Linked DNA regions of Mus musculus: region 2 is linked to region 1. A link is a contact called in public promoter capture Hi-C data. All regions are on one chromosome and are shown on one strand. Each heading gives the region's core, a stretch centred on a gene start, on an enhancer-like site or on the middle of the called end of the contact. The rest is flanking DNA. Distances are from core to core; before and after follow the strand shown.

What was found. Promoter capture Hi-C pulls out the DNA fragments that hold promoters and counts their contacts.
Region 2: a promoter capture Hi-C map of hippocampal neurons shows a contact between it and region 1, with 3 times the contacts expected there. The contact joins the promoter of Scml2 here to the promoter of Pdha1 in region 1. A contact is called at or near these places in 3 of 39 promoter capture datasets (the 3T3-L1 cell line, hippocampal neurons and second pharyngeal arch cranial neural crest) and 1 of 115 datasets of contacts at active chromatin or transcription factors (astrocytes).

Annotation. Positions count from the first base shown.
Region 1 is chrX:160,133,782-160,141,008 of GRCm38.p6, forward strand. Pdha1 (pyruvate dehydrogenase E1 alpha 1) reads right to left here and starts at 4,649. Exons shown (of 11, transcript NM_008810.3): 1 at 4,475-4,649. The coding sequence starts at 4,531. Gm39547 (a long non-coding RNA gene) reads right to left here and starts at 4,466. Exons shown (of 2, transcript XR_878293.1): 1 at 4,000-4,466; 2 at 804-2,309.
Region 2 is chrX:161,160,378-161,166,844 of GRCm38.p6, forward strand. It overlaps Scml2 (Scm polycomb group protein like 2), which reads left to right and starts at 2,373. Exons shown (of 26, transcript NM_001290651.1): 1 at 2,373-2,871.

The DNA of each region.
Region 1 (7,227 bases), core at 3,399-5,898:
CACGCCCAGCTATTAGTGCTGGTTAACAAGAGACTTGGGCCAGCCCTTCTACAGCAGAACAGCCTACATCTTGAGAAGGTTCCACTTCAAGTCCCATAAGGGAAGAAGGGTTTCTTAAAACAGTGTTCCCTTCTTGATGTTTGAGTGGCTATCACTGCCCTGGAGTTACCAATTCCTTTCTACTTTCACAACTGAAGAAATCTTGGAACAACATTCTATGTGACAGCTAAGGTTCACATTAGACCACAAAACAGAATCATTCCATTTTTGCCACTTTCTGCTGCATTTGAACATATCTGCAAGTGAACCTTTCGAGTGTCTTGTCCTGGGGATTTGAAGCATAGTCATCAGATCCCATTTAAACCAAAAAAAGCATGTTTGATCTATAACACAACGTTCTGCAGCACTGGGTTTGTTTGACCTTTGTGAGATCAGCAGGCTCCGTATACCTCCAAGTACATATGAGCCAATAGGGCGGAGTGTTAAGATCTACTTGCTCTTTCACACTGCCTCCTCCCAATGCTGGAATGAGAGGCATGCAGCAACTTCCATTATGGCCAGGAAAGACCCTCAGTAGAATCCTAAAATCACTGGGATTACTGAATGCTATCTATGTGCAAGTACAGGCAGCTGGTCTGACGGGGATCAAGATGGCTCCTGGTGCTGTCCAGCTGGGGAGCCGAGTCTACAGAGCGGACACCTGGCGGAAGGGATGGTCTACACCCCAATCTGGAGTGCAAGATGGCATCATCCTAGGCAGACCAGCACACAGACTAAAACCCATCAATTCTTTCTTTCTGAGATTTTTTTTTCCATTGAGTATTTTCCATTGAGTATTTTCAGACCACAGCTTAAGCACAGGGAACTGAAAATCAGAAACTTTGCAAAGCCATAGACACAACGTGGAGAGGAGCATACTTTGGCAACTACTCTACTACTATCCGACAAAGCCAACAAATACAATGGCACACTTACCCAAGGGAAAATCGAAATACTAGTAGTAACGGATGCTGCAGTTAAATCAGAGGAAGAGACAATGTGTAAACATAGCTATCTCAAAATGAAGAACAACTAAACCAGAGACCAGCCAGGTAGCAAACAAATGGTTGTGCTATTTTTTTGGCAGTTAAACTGAGTCTGTGAAGCCAGAACTAGCTACTGTATTGCAAAGTAAATTTCTAATTACAACTACAGAAACTAGTTTGGGGAGCAATCTACAGCAGAGATCAAACCAGCGAGGCATTAGTAGGAGAGAAAAAAAGGGTGAGTTCTTTCTCAAAGATATGTTTACTGAGCTGGGCAGTGATTGCTCATTTCTTTAACCCCATCACCGGGGAGGTAGAGGCAGGGGTGGGGGTGGGATGAGTTTGAGGCCAGCCCGGTCTACAGAGCAAATCCCAGGACAGCCAGGCTATGGGGGCAGGGGTTGGAGGTGGAGAGACACAACTGTGTCTCTCAGTGCCTCTCAGAAAACCAAAATAATAAGAATTAACTTTAAATGAGATTCCTGTCAGCTTTTCTTTTCTGGGGCTGGGCAGGGGTTGGGTTGGCTGGGGATTGAACACATGACCTCCAATTGCTAAGGGCATGCTCTCTGTCTGAGCTACACTTCCCCCCTAATTAAATTACCGGCATGGAGACTTTGAACAATCTACTTAAGAAAATAACAGTATCTAAACACAGGATTATTCAAGTGGCCAAGTAAAAGTATTTAAGAATTCTCAGAATGTACCAGCATGAATTAAAAATCTTGCCTAATATGCAGACAAAAAAAAATGGTAGTTAAGAAAAGAATCTCACAAAAGAAAGCATAACAAATACAAGTGACAAAGGCAAAAGAAAAAAATTTAAATTCACTTGGTCTTACAGACTTTGAAAGCTTTCACCTCCATTTAAAACTAAAAGTGCAACTTTTGTAAACCCTTTCAAAGTTTCGCATCCAAAAAGTGTGAGGAGACAGAGGCAACTTTACAGCCTGAGGCAAAATCTCCATGTTTCCCTGATTGTTAAGGGGGAAAACAACTAGCAGAATAAAAGGTGGAAAGGTACAAAGCACACAGAGGCCACAGCGTAAGATAAGGGCTCTGAACTAAGGCACAACTCGGCAGCCATCAAAGAGCAAGTGCCTAACACCCCCCCCCCCTCGCCTCTGGGTATCCTTGGCTACCAATGGTTCTTGTTACACAAGTTCGGCTGGCCACTGTTTACTATTGGTAAGGATCTTTTTGCAGGGCTTAAATTAAAATTTAAAAGTCTTTTCACCCACCTGTACAACAGGAAAAACTAAAACCCTCGAGCCATTTTGTGTTCTGAGGGCGGAAATAAAGAAATCTGCAATTACTTAGATTTGCAAATGATAAGAGATACGACTCCAGAGTTTGAAACACTCAGAAAGGCTTCAAGAATGGTTCCTAATTACCATGTAACAACTATAGACACAAAGAAAACTAGTGGCTGGGCGTGCTGCTCCACTTCTTTAAGAGGCAGAGGCAGGCACCGATCTCTGATCGGAAGCCAACCTAGTCAACATGTGAGTTCCAGGCCAGCCAGGAGCTACACAGTGAGCCCCTTACATAAAGAGACAGAGACACAGAGACAAAGACAAAGAGACCTACTTCTCTTCCTCCTTAGCATGCCGGATGTGGTCACACAAGATTTTAATGCAAGCACTCCGGAGGTAGAAAAGCAAAGAGGTCTGAGTTCCAAGACAGCCAGGGATACATAGTGAGACTTTGTCTCAAAAAAAGAAAGAAAGAAAAGAAAAGAAAAGAAAAGAAAAGAAAAGAAAAGAAAAGTTAAAAAGCTACTTTCTGGATATGTTCCACCACAACAAAAAGTGAGAAAAAAACTGGGTACTTCCTATGGTGAATTCGACTCTAGAATCTATTTCTTTTTCCCTGCTGTAAGGTGAATTTAAAGGAAACGGTAAACGGCTGTCAGACAAAGCGATACAACACCTAAGGTTAGCTTCTAGTGTCGAAGGAAGATTTAAAAGTGTTCCCAGCTTCCTAGTACCCTCTTATACTCCAAAAGAGGAGCACATGTCTTCAAAGCAGAAGGTATGATTTTTATTGATTTCGGACTCTAATGCAACTTATAGAAACTTTGATTCTAGTCAGAGCTGTTTATTTTTTCTTTCCACTGAGAACAAAGCTTCTTTTCGTTTTCAATTTTATTTCATGCCCAGCCCCCAAGCTATAAACAAATTTCCCTTCAACTAACAATTTCTGCACACAAGAAACTTGTTCAAACAAACTGAAAATCAATGATGCACTTTTAACACGCGTGAAGATCGTGGCCGAATTCAGGACACATACTAAGAGCTCAATAAATGTTGGCTATGTCGTAGAAATGTGCTTTGCTGCCGGTTCAGATTCAAATGGTGGTTTTCCATTCCTTGATGCAATTCCTAGAGAAGGACATTTCGACCTTTCTACAACCTCCCCACACTGAGCAGAATTGCATCAAATCCTAAAGAAATCAACAGAACCAGAATTACAAGTCAAAGCCTGATGACAGTTACACCAAGAGAAGGCAACCTCTGTGTGGCTAGAGGTCAAAATGCTAAAAGCTTAGGTATTAGACAGCTCTTAAAGCCGGGCCATAAGTCTTAACCTCTAATCCCAACTCTCCGAAAACCATTGCTGTTTTCTTTCGCTACTTTGAACTCTAAGCCTCTGTGTGTTTAAGGGTAAAGGCGGCTTCCTCTGGGTTATGCTCGATTGCTCGAAAATTGACTGCCAAGAAAAAGTTCAGAGGAGCAGGGAGTGGAGGAAGTTTGTTTTCCGTGAACCTGACCTCCCTGAACCTTCCTCAGAACAGAACACAGGTGATCCACAAATGCTCACGCAGCTGGACACCGGCCCTTGGCAGGTGCCAGGCAGAAGGGTTGGCATTCGTGCCACTGACCAACTCAAGATAACCACCCCCCCAGAAGGTAGCGTCCTCAGAATCTCCATTATGGAGATGAGAGAACTAGGCCCTCAGACGAGTTTTTACATATCCTGCTTCTTGATGGTTCCTGGTGCCAAGGCTAGTAAACGAAGAAGTCGGAGTGCGCACGGAACCTGACTCCCGGGACTGGGAGCTCTTTATTTCGTCTTACGTGGCCTCATAGCCAAGAGCAATGACATGAAGGAGAGTGGAAGTCAGCGGAGTCCAGAGAGGCTGGAGCAAGCCCAAGCTCCGCCTCCCAGTGTCCCGTAAGGGACGAGCAGTTGTGGGGCGCTGCAGGGGAGCTGGCGTGAAGCTCCGCTGGGGGCGATCGGGGGAAGCACAGCGGACCGGGCCCGTTCTCAAGCCGCTCTTCCCCCGGCCAGTGGCGACACGGACTGCGCGGAAAGCCCACCCAAGTCCCGCAGCTCGTCCCCAGCCCCCAGCCGTGCGCTCCAGGGGGGCCCGGTCCGCCCTCTTCCTGCCCCGCCTCAGGCCGGCTCCAGCCCCACCCCGGCCTCCCGGGATCAGGCGACCTCACCGGCTTCTGCGCAGAGCCTGCCAACACGCGGGATACAGCGGCAAGCATCTTCCTCATGGAGCGCAGCAGACTCACGCGGCGGCCGCGGCACCCAGGCACTCAAAAGGAGTGGTGCGGGCGTCCCCAAGTCTCCTTGAGGCGCCCGGAGCCGAAGCCACGCCCAAAACGCAGTGACGGAGTCGCGACGGCATCACACGCCGCGCTAGTCTGCAGGCCAACCAGAATGGTTGCTGGCGATGGCTACGCCCTTCTGAGGAGGAACATGTGGCCGTCCATTAATTAACTAAAAAATGAGGTGGGGCTGTGGCTGGAGGGTGAAGAGGCCGGTGTCCCAGGGCGCCTGCGTGGGAAAGTGGGGGGCCCCGGGGCGTGGGGAAGAGGCCTCTCCTTCCTTTTGCCCTGAGTACCACAGACCAGCGAAGAAGTGGTGAAAGCGGGTCCTGCCCTTTGCCCAGTCGGGCCTGTGGTACAGCTTTGGCAGGCAGCCTTGTTCCATTACACAGAGAAGCCATGGTGCCAGGGCAAGAAAGACAGATCATCTGGTTTCTAGAAATGGTCCTGCCACTAATTTGTCTTTAAAAGGTCACATATTCCTTGCAAAGTGTTGCCCTGGTTGACTTGGGTGAGATTTAACAGTTAAATGCTGGATGTTGCTGGGTGTGGTGGCACATGCCTGTCATTCCTTCCTTAGGGAGTCTGAAGTCAGATGATAGCCAGAGTTGGAGGTCAGGCTGTCTGTTCAGTTCAAGACAAGCTTGGACTACTTAGCGAGGCTATCTAAAAAAAAAATCAAAATAAGTAAATGAAAGCAAATATTAATCGTTGACCATAGACATCCAAGAGTTTAGCTTTAGCGTTTATTCTTTGATTTTTTGTTAGCTTGCTTCTTTTCATGGGGGACTCAGTTATAGACAAGCAGTTTGTCTGTCCTTTATGCTTGGGAAAAGGCAGAATCCTGTATCTCCTGTGTTGTTGTTACCCAAACACTATTAAGATTAGGACACGAGACTTTATGAGAACACGGGAAACGTGCAGATGATGATTTCTCAAAGTTCAAACTGTTGCCTGGATCGGTCAGCTTCACATTATCACTGGGTCAGAGAAACAGAGGCTGACTTTTCCATTCAAATGTCCAGCATGGATTGGCCAGGTAGCATTTCTAGGAGGTCACTTGGGAACCCAGGATAAAAAGTCCTCTAATATTTGCATTTATGATCTCCATGGATGAAGGATGAAATGAGTGCTGTAGTGATGCATTATAACTCACGGGAAAGAAAGAGCCACAGATCCTTCACAAATACGCAACTGAATAAGAGAAAAGAGCAACATTGCCTGGAATTCTGGTGCCGGAGAGGCAGAGACACGAGGATCCCAGGTGCTTGCTTGTCCATCAATCTAACTGAAGTAATAGCCAGGATAAGTAAGAGACCCTGCCTCAAAAAGTTTAGCTGAAGAGTGACTGAGGAAGACTGACCTGAAATTAACCTTTGACTTCCGCGTGCATGTGCACACACAAATATACACAGATTGAGTGGGTGGGAATCACCACTTCACAAAGACACCATCACCACTGCAGGCAGGAATTATCAATAGAAGCTAAAATGAATGGCAGGAAAAAATGAGAAACAAGACTTTTGCATTATTACAAAATATCCTCCAACAAGAAATTTATCATTACAAAAGTTAATGCCTTAAAGAAACTGCCCTGGGGAAACAAGGGAACCAGTGTTTTCATAACTAGAATATTTTCGTTACAACCTTTTCTTTGTTAAAAAAAAAAATTACAAAGCCAAGGCTCAAGATGGCTCAACAGGTAAGAACACTTGCCACCAAGTCTGAGGGCTTAAGTGATTTGTCCTTTCATGTACACACACACACACACACACACACACACACAGAGAGAGAGAGAGAGAGAGAGAGAGAGAGAGAGAGAGAGAGAGGCACACAAGTACAGAAATTGAAAGAAATAACAATATGTACTAACCAGTACCCTCAGAGCTCCCAACCAAAGAAAACACATGGAGGGACCCATGGCTCCAGCTGCATATGTAGCAGAGGATGGCCTAGTTGGTCATCAATGGGAGGAGAAGCCCTTGGTCCTGTGAAGATTCTATGTCCCAGTACAGGGGAATACTAGGGCCAGGAAGCAGGAGTGGGTAGGTTGGTGAGCAGGGGGAGGGGGGAGGGGGGAGGGGGTTTTCAGAGGGGAAACCAGGAAAGGGGATAACATTTGAAATGTAAATAAAGAAAATATCTAGCCAGGCATGGTGGTGCAGGCCTTTAATCCCAGCACTCAAGAGGCAGAGGCAGGTGGATTTCTGAGTTTGAGGCCAGCCTGGTCTACAAAGTGAGTTCCAGGACAGTCAGGGCTATACAGAGAAACCCTGTGTGTGTGGGGGGGGGGGAGAAAGCGAGAGATACTTTGTGACTCTGTAGCAAATGAGGACAAATTGTAACTGGTGGTTATCTATGCCCTACAACGATACTTTATGTGCTAAAACATACACAAATACACAAAGGGGGCTGGTCAATATAAGGGAGGTCAGAGAGATGAAGAAAGGGTTGCCCAAAGCAGAAACCCAAGGAAGAGAAAATCTTGAGAAAAGAAGGCTCCTTTACCTTGGAAGAAATTGGAAATGAAGGTCTTTCTTTTCTAATCCCTCCCAAGGCAATCCCCAGGTTATGGTGGGTTTCTCTGGACATTTAGAGCTACTATACATTTTGGCTTTTGACTTTTCCTTTGCATATCTCCT
Region 2 (6,467 bases), core at 1,123-3,622, 1.0 Mb after region 1:
TGTCTCTTTTTGTAGTAACCTTCCCAGTTTTCCTATGCTTGGAAAATATATGCTATAAATCTTTGTCAAAGAAGATGGAAAGATGGATGCATGCATTGTATTCTTACTTGACTTTATCCACTAATCATTTCTTCAGGTAATACAGACAAAAGAGATGCATGCTTTTGATCCTAGCACTTAGGCAGAGGCAGGCAGATTTCTGAGTTTGAGGCCAGCCTGGTCTACAAAGTGAGTTCCAGGACAGCCAGGGCTATACAGAGAAACCCTGTCTCGAAAAACAAACAAAAAAACAAAAACAAACAAAAAAAGAGAGACAAAAGAGTGCTAAACCTTAGGTTCAGCCTAGGCCTAACCCTGATTTTTCTTCTGCAGTGGCCTTTGACATCATAGGCTTAATGAGAATTAGGCACAGAGACCAGGTGGGAGCAATAGAAGTTTCTGGATCTTGTTGCTGAAATTTTAGTTATATTTGTGTGTGTGTGTGTGTGTGTGTTTGGTACCAGTGTTTGAACCTAGAGTCTCCTACATGGTAAGCAAATGCTCTACTACTGAACTAACTTTCAACCCAATTAAATTTAATATTAAATATCCACATGTTGCTAGTTCTATTAGAATAGAAGCCACATTTAGATCTCATGGCACGATACAGTGTTGAGGGAAAAATATTATAGAATCATTTCAGGCTCATGATGGTAGTTTTTCAGTTCTTCAGTTTCAAAATCGGCATCCTCATGTCGTAAAGACTCTGTGTTCTCCCTGGAAGTCTCAATGGTATATTGTCTTTATAGTATGAGTTACAGGAAAGAAAATTTTATATCTCCTTATAAGGGTGAGTATGCTACTGTGCTCTTCTGAAACTCAGATGACAACTCTTAGGTTATCTGTTAATCTGTTTATATTTGTATTTATTAAGTTTATCAAGTTTTTGTGTTTATCTGTTTATTTGTATTTATCAAGTGATTTTCAAATTGTGAAGCAAATCACCAGTAGTAAGTTCACCATGTTTAGATCTTTCTTGAACTAGGTACATTACAGAAATCAAGAATATGTGAGTTTGCATGTAGAAATAGGCACTGTATGTCCCAAGTTAGCAGCTAACTTACACCAAGAGAATACTGTATTATTTTCAGGGAGAGAGTTTCCTAATTAGTAGGAAGAGAGAAAGAATTTAATATCACATCATTCTGGAGATCTCTAGGTGTTAGGCCTGTTCAGTTTCAAAAGAATGGATATATGGGACTACATTCTATTTTACTGTCTTAGGCACTACTGGCCTCTTAGGGAGACAAAAAAGCTCTCCCTTTTTCTCCTAAAACTATCTTCTAGCAATGCCTATTATATACAATGCTAACATTCTTGAAGGAGTGGCATTTATTTCTTACTGTAAAAGTTGCATATGAAAATTATTTTACATTGGAGGAAATGCATATACTCTTTGTTGCTGTGGATATATGCTTTTAGTTTAGTCCATTATACATTAAGGTAAAAGATAGAAAACCTACACTCAGTTTTGGATAGAGGTATAGAGAGGAGACTTAACTTTTACTTTTGGCTAACATAGCATATTGTGTATTTTTCAAGCAAAACTTTGAAATTGGTTTCTTAACTCTGAACTAGAGGTGAATATTTTCTGTGGCATTTTGTGTGATGTATTTTGTGCAGCTGGATGCTATATTTTAAGGAATTTTTTCTTCCTCTCTTCCGAGTGATCTCCACTCATGCTATAGGTTTCTCTGAGGTGAGAAAGCACGTGCAGTTCAACACAAGTTGAACTATGTATTCAACCCTTCTGGGATCCATCAAATGTGAGCAAACGGGATTTGTCACTAGGCTAATCTCATGTCTTTAAGATTAAGCATAAATTAAGAACAATAGAATCCAGAAAGTGGGACTGGCAGGGCATTGGTGCCTAAAACCCATGGTGAAGAGGATTTAAGCTGAAGGAGCTGGAAGGCACAGCTCCAGTTCCATAGTAGGAGCTGAGTTTTCCTTGCTCCTTTGACTTGGTTTCTTGTGGAACTATTTATTTTTTTTGGGGGGGGGGTAAGTGGCCAAAATAGGAGTTAGCCAGGGATCTAAAAGTCTAATGGCAGTGAGTACCCAGCATGGAACTTGATGCTAGACCCCAGGGGTCTTGGGTACTTAGCCTGTTGCTAGGATTTCTGATCCTGAAGTATAAGGGAAAACTGCCAAAGGCTTTTTAGCATCACCACTTCTCCACGATGGCCACTGCTCAAACTCGTTCATGCAGGTTGCTGGGTCCTGGGCTCAAGCTCCACCCGCGGCAGCAGTCTTAGGGCGTGTTTGCAGCAACCACGGGCACACAGCCTGCTGTGGGAGGGTGGAGTGGCTGTGTCGGTTGTGGGGCATGCGCGGCTCTGCGCGCGGCTTCTCAAAAATGGCGGCTGCAATGTGAAGTCTGGTGCCTGCTCCCTGAGCTAGCATGACAGAAGTGCTTTTGCTCGGGCGGAGAAGACCCGAGGTGCTTGGTGGCCCTGGTCCCCCTTGGGAAGTGGAGATGGAGTCCTGATGTTGGAGTCCTGATGGCTGTCTGCAGGGCAGGGGAGCCTTAGGGGCAAGTCCTGCGCTGGGAACGCCCCCTTACTGCCGCGCCAGCGTCCCGCCTCAGTTTGTCCCAACACTCCTGCCTCACACCCCTGGAAGCTTTACCCCAGATGCCAAGGCTGCTGTGTCTAAATTAGTGTTCTCTGTGGGCCATCTCCGCTGCTAGCACTCGCTGCTGACCTTCACACTTATTCGGACCCTCTTCACTGGCTCATCTTGCTAGAGGTATTCGGCCCCTGGCCCAGCTCCCCTCAACAGGCCCCCTCCCCAGGAGCACCGACAGCGCCCTCTGCAATTCTCCCCAGGGTAGGTGGGGCCAGGCTGCAGCCTGGGGGCTTTGTGGGAGATTGGTAGGGCTAAGGGTCAGGAATGACTTTGAATGGTTTGGGCTGAGACAAGCACTTGGGAAGTAACTTGGATTTTGGTAGGGAATATCAATCTAGAAAAATGTGCCTGTGGCCTGGAGCCCCTTGTGGGTCTGATGCCAGGTATGTGTTTTGGGGATCCTGACACGTTTAGCCCTCCAGAGGGGATGACTCCTTCATAAAGCTGGACAGGAAGGCTAGGACTAATTTCCCCTGAGAGCCTTCAGGCAAGGAGATGTATTAAAGGAGATGATGGTCAGCAATCATGTAAAACTTGAATGTAGTGACCATTTGCTTCGAAACAGCTCTGTAAAGGTTCTTCTTCTTTATTGACTTTTTTTTTTTTTAAACCTGAATGGTACTTGTACTTCAAGAGTCAGAGAAAAAGATATTAGAATTTTATCGACTGTATTTTTAAGGGGGGAGGGGAGTGCCTTGAGCTATATATGTGGCTTCAAAAGCTTACTAGTAATCACCCATTTCTCCCTTCCCCACTTGTCCTGCCATGTATGTATGTGGGCAGCTCACATTTACTTACAGATTTCTATCTGAGGGTATTGATGTTTTAAAAAAGGTTGTTAAACACTTGTCATTCATCACAAAGTATGGTTATAATTTGAAATCTGATTCTGTTTTTGAAGAATGAGAATATTAAGCTTTATGACTTGCCATTAGTATGACTTTAGGATGCCATTAGTATGACTTTAGGATGCCTTTTAAAAATTGGTTGCTAAGGGGAAACCAAGGCAGGGGAGATAGCTTATGATGCATGATTTTCAACTATTGGAGATGCTTGTTTCCTTAGAGAGCATCAGTTGTTGCAATTTAAATTTTTCCAGGGACAGTATTATTTTCAATTTGAGGGAAGAATATTGTAAGATGTACTTGTGTATAAGCAGTTGTTTTATAGTGTTATTTCATTGGCATAACCTTGATTTTTTTTTCTAATTGTTTGGAAATGTTCTTTATTCCAAATGTAATGACAATTTTATCTTTTTTGCCCCCCCTTACCATTAAATAACCTATTTGTAATGATGGGTATTATTCTAATCTGTTTGTGGCTTTCTGTATTTAATGGGAGGAATGTTAAAATGAGCTCTTGAAAGTAAATCTAAGATTTTGAGAAGACAGTGAGTTTATCCATCATCTTTAGAATAGTTTGAAACTTATAAAGAACTTAGTCAAACCATTTAAATAGCTTTGAAAATTTTGAATACCATGTATGTCCTCCAAGCAGAGGTAAGTTCCTTATGAGCCTGTTCACCCCAGAAGTCCTGCTCTGCTTTAGAATTGTAATTTGGTGAGGGGGATGTTGATAATGTTACTGGTATTGCACTATCTATAAAGGATGTTTTAAAACTGATAAACAGAGTTGCTCCTTAAGCATCTTATTTGTCATGATTTGGTCAGGTATTTTGTCAGCCTTTTAGATTTATGGCTCAGTTAAGGTATTTATTAACCACCAGTGTGCATTTATTTTCTAGAATTCACCAAGTTCAAAATATATTTATTCAAAGTCCATTATGCATTTTAGTTTCTGGTGTTTAAGGAAACCAACCCACCAGCATCTTATCCTTGTATATTTCAAGGTTGCTAAGAACATCATAATTGATAGAGAACAAGCATTTCTTTGACTAATGGTCAAACTCAGTTACTTTTGCCACTGTTCTTTACATTCTGCTTGTAATCAAAACATATTTCTGACTTCTGTGATTTTTGTGCACTTTGTTAGGATTATATGAAGGTATATATTTTATGAGTTTATTTTCTGATTAGGCCTGTGGAAGACAGATATTTTGCAAGTGTTAGTTGAAATCAGTGTGCCCATTGGAAATTGGATATTTTTAATGCTAAGGAATTGCATATTTATTAGTAAGAAACTTAGGTTATAGCTAGACTTGCAAAGTACTTTACCTATTTCAAAATATATCTTAAATATCTCTAAAGCCAAAATAATGATTGTGATTTCAGCTACAGGCTAGAATTGACTCTCGTTTTCTTTTGAGTTTGTTCCTTTTTAGCTGCCTGCCTGTTTCTCCCAGATGCTTCCTATCACCCCTTTTCCTGCCCCTGTTCTCTTCTGTAGGTGTCTATTTCCACATCAGTGAAATGGTCGGATAACCCTGGGTTGTCTCACTAAGAAATAATTGACGATGGTAAAGTGCCTTGAAAAAGGCTGAGTAAATACTAGGTCTTTTGGATAAAAATGTTTTATTGTAAGTTAGCTTCAGAGACAAATTTTTAGTTTGAATTCTTGGGAGTGGGGTATTTTACTTGAGATTTTTATTGCCCCTGTCTTTGGGTTAAAGGCAATACTGGGGTAGATTCAAGAGGATTCTCTGTTTGAATTACTAGTCACCTAAGAAAATTAAAATCATTATTAATATCATAGAAGTTAGTACATGAGATCTTCAGATTTGAAGTGATTGTAGACACAGAACACCTAGAAATCAGAGAACAGATGATGGTAATTGTAAAGGTTTACCTGTTTTAGAAAGTCTGATATTTTTAGCATTTTATCTTAAGGGAAATAGAACGCAAGTTTGATTCATCTTAAGTCCAAACTGCTATAATTTATTCATTTAATTTTATAAATATAGACATTGTCTCAGTCAGGGTTTCTATTCCTGCACAAACATCATGACCAAGAAGCAAGTTGGGGAGGAAAGGGTTTATTCGGCTTACACTTCCATACTGCTGTTCATCACCAAGGAAGTCAGGACTGGAACTCAAGCAGGTCAGAAAGCAGGAGCTGATGCAGAGGCCATGGAGGGATGTTCTTTACTGGCTTGCCTCCCCTGGCTTGCTCAGCCTGCTCTCTTATAGAACCAAGACTACCAGCCCAGAGATGGTCCCACCCACAAGGGGCCTTTCCCCCTTGATCACTAATAGAAAAAATGCCTTACAGTTATATCACATGGAGGCATTTCCTCAAATGAAGCTCCTTTCTCTTTGATAACTCCAGCTTTTGTCAAGTTGACACAAAACTAGCCAGTAAAGACATAAAATAGCTTAAGTAGCTACACTTAATAGCTTGGGTTTTTGTTACTTGAGGTATAGAAATGCCTTTACCTGTATTTCATTTGCAAAAAATCTAACACAGTTGAATAGTTTTTTTTTTTAAAGCAGGATAACTTGAACAAATTTGAGAAACTATGTAAGATTTAAAATGAAATGTTTGGTTTTCATGAGTAAGACATTTATGATTATTTTGCCTTTGTTATCTGGTATAAGTAAACTTTGGTAGCCATAGAAATAATAGCAACAGTGTTTATGTTATAATTTCTATTAAACATAATGTCCCTAAAGCTTTATCCTATTTTTGTTTTGAGGCATGTGTTAGGAAGTTTTTAACAAGAAATGAGCATAACTTTGCACTTAGGTGAGAAATTGAAGAGTTTTCGGTACATATGGCCGCTGACTATGATGAGTCTTTCTAGACTAGATGAATTCTTTATTTTGAAGAGTTAAATGATAGAGTCAACTTGTTTGATTTTTGTGTAAGTAAGGAGTTGGGAAAAATTTGAAGATAAAGAC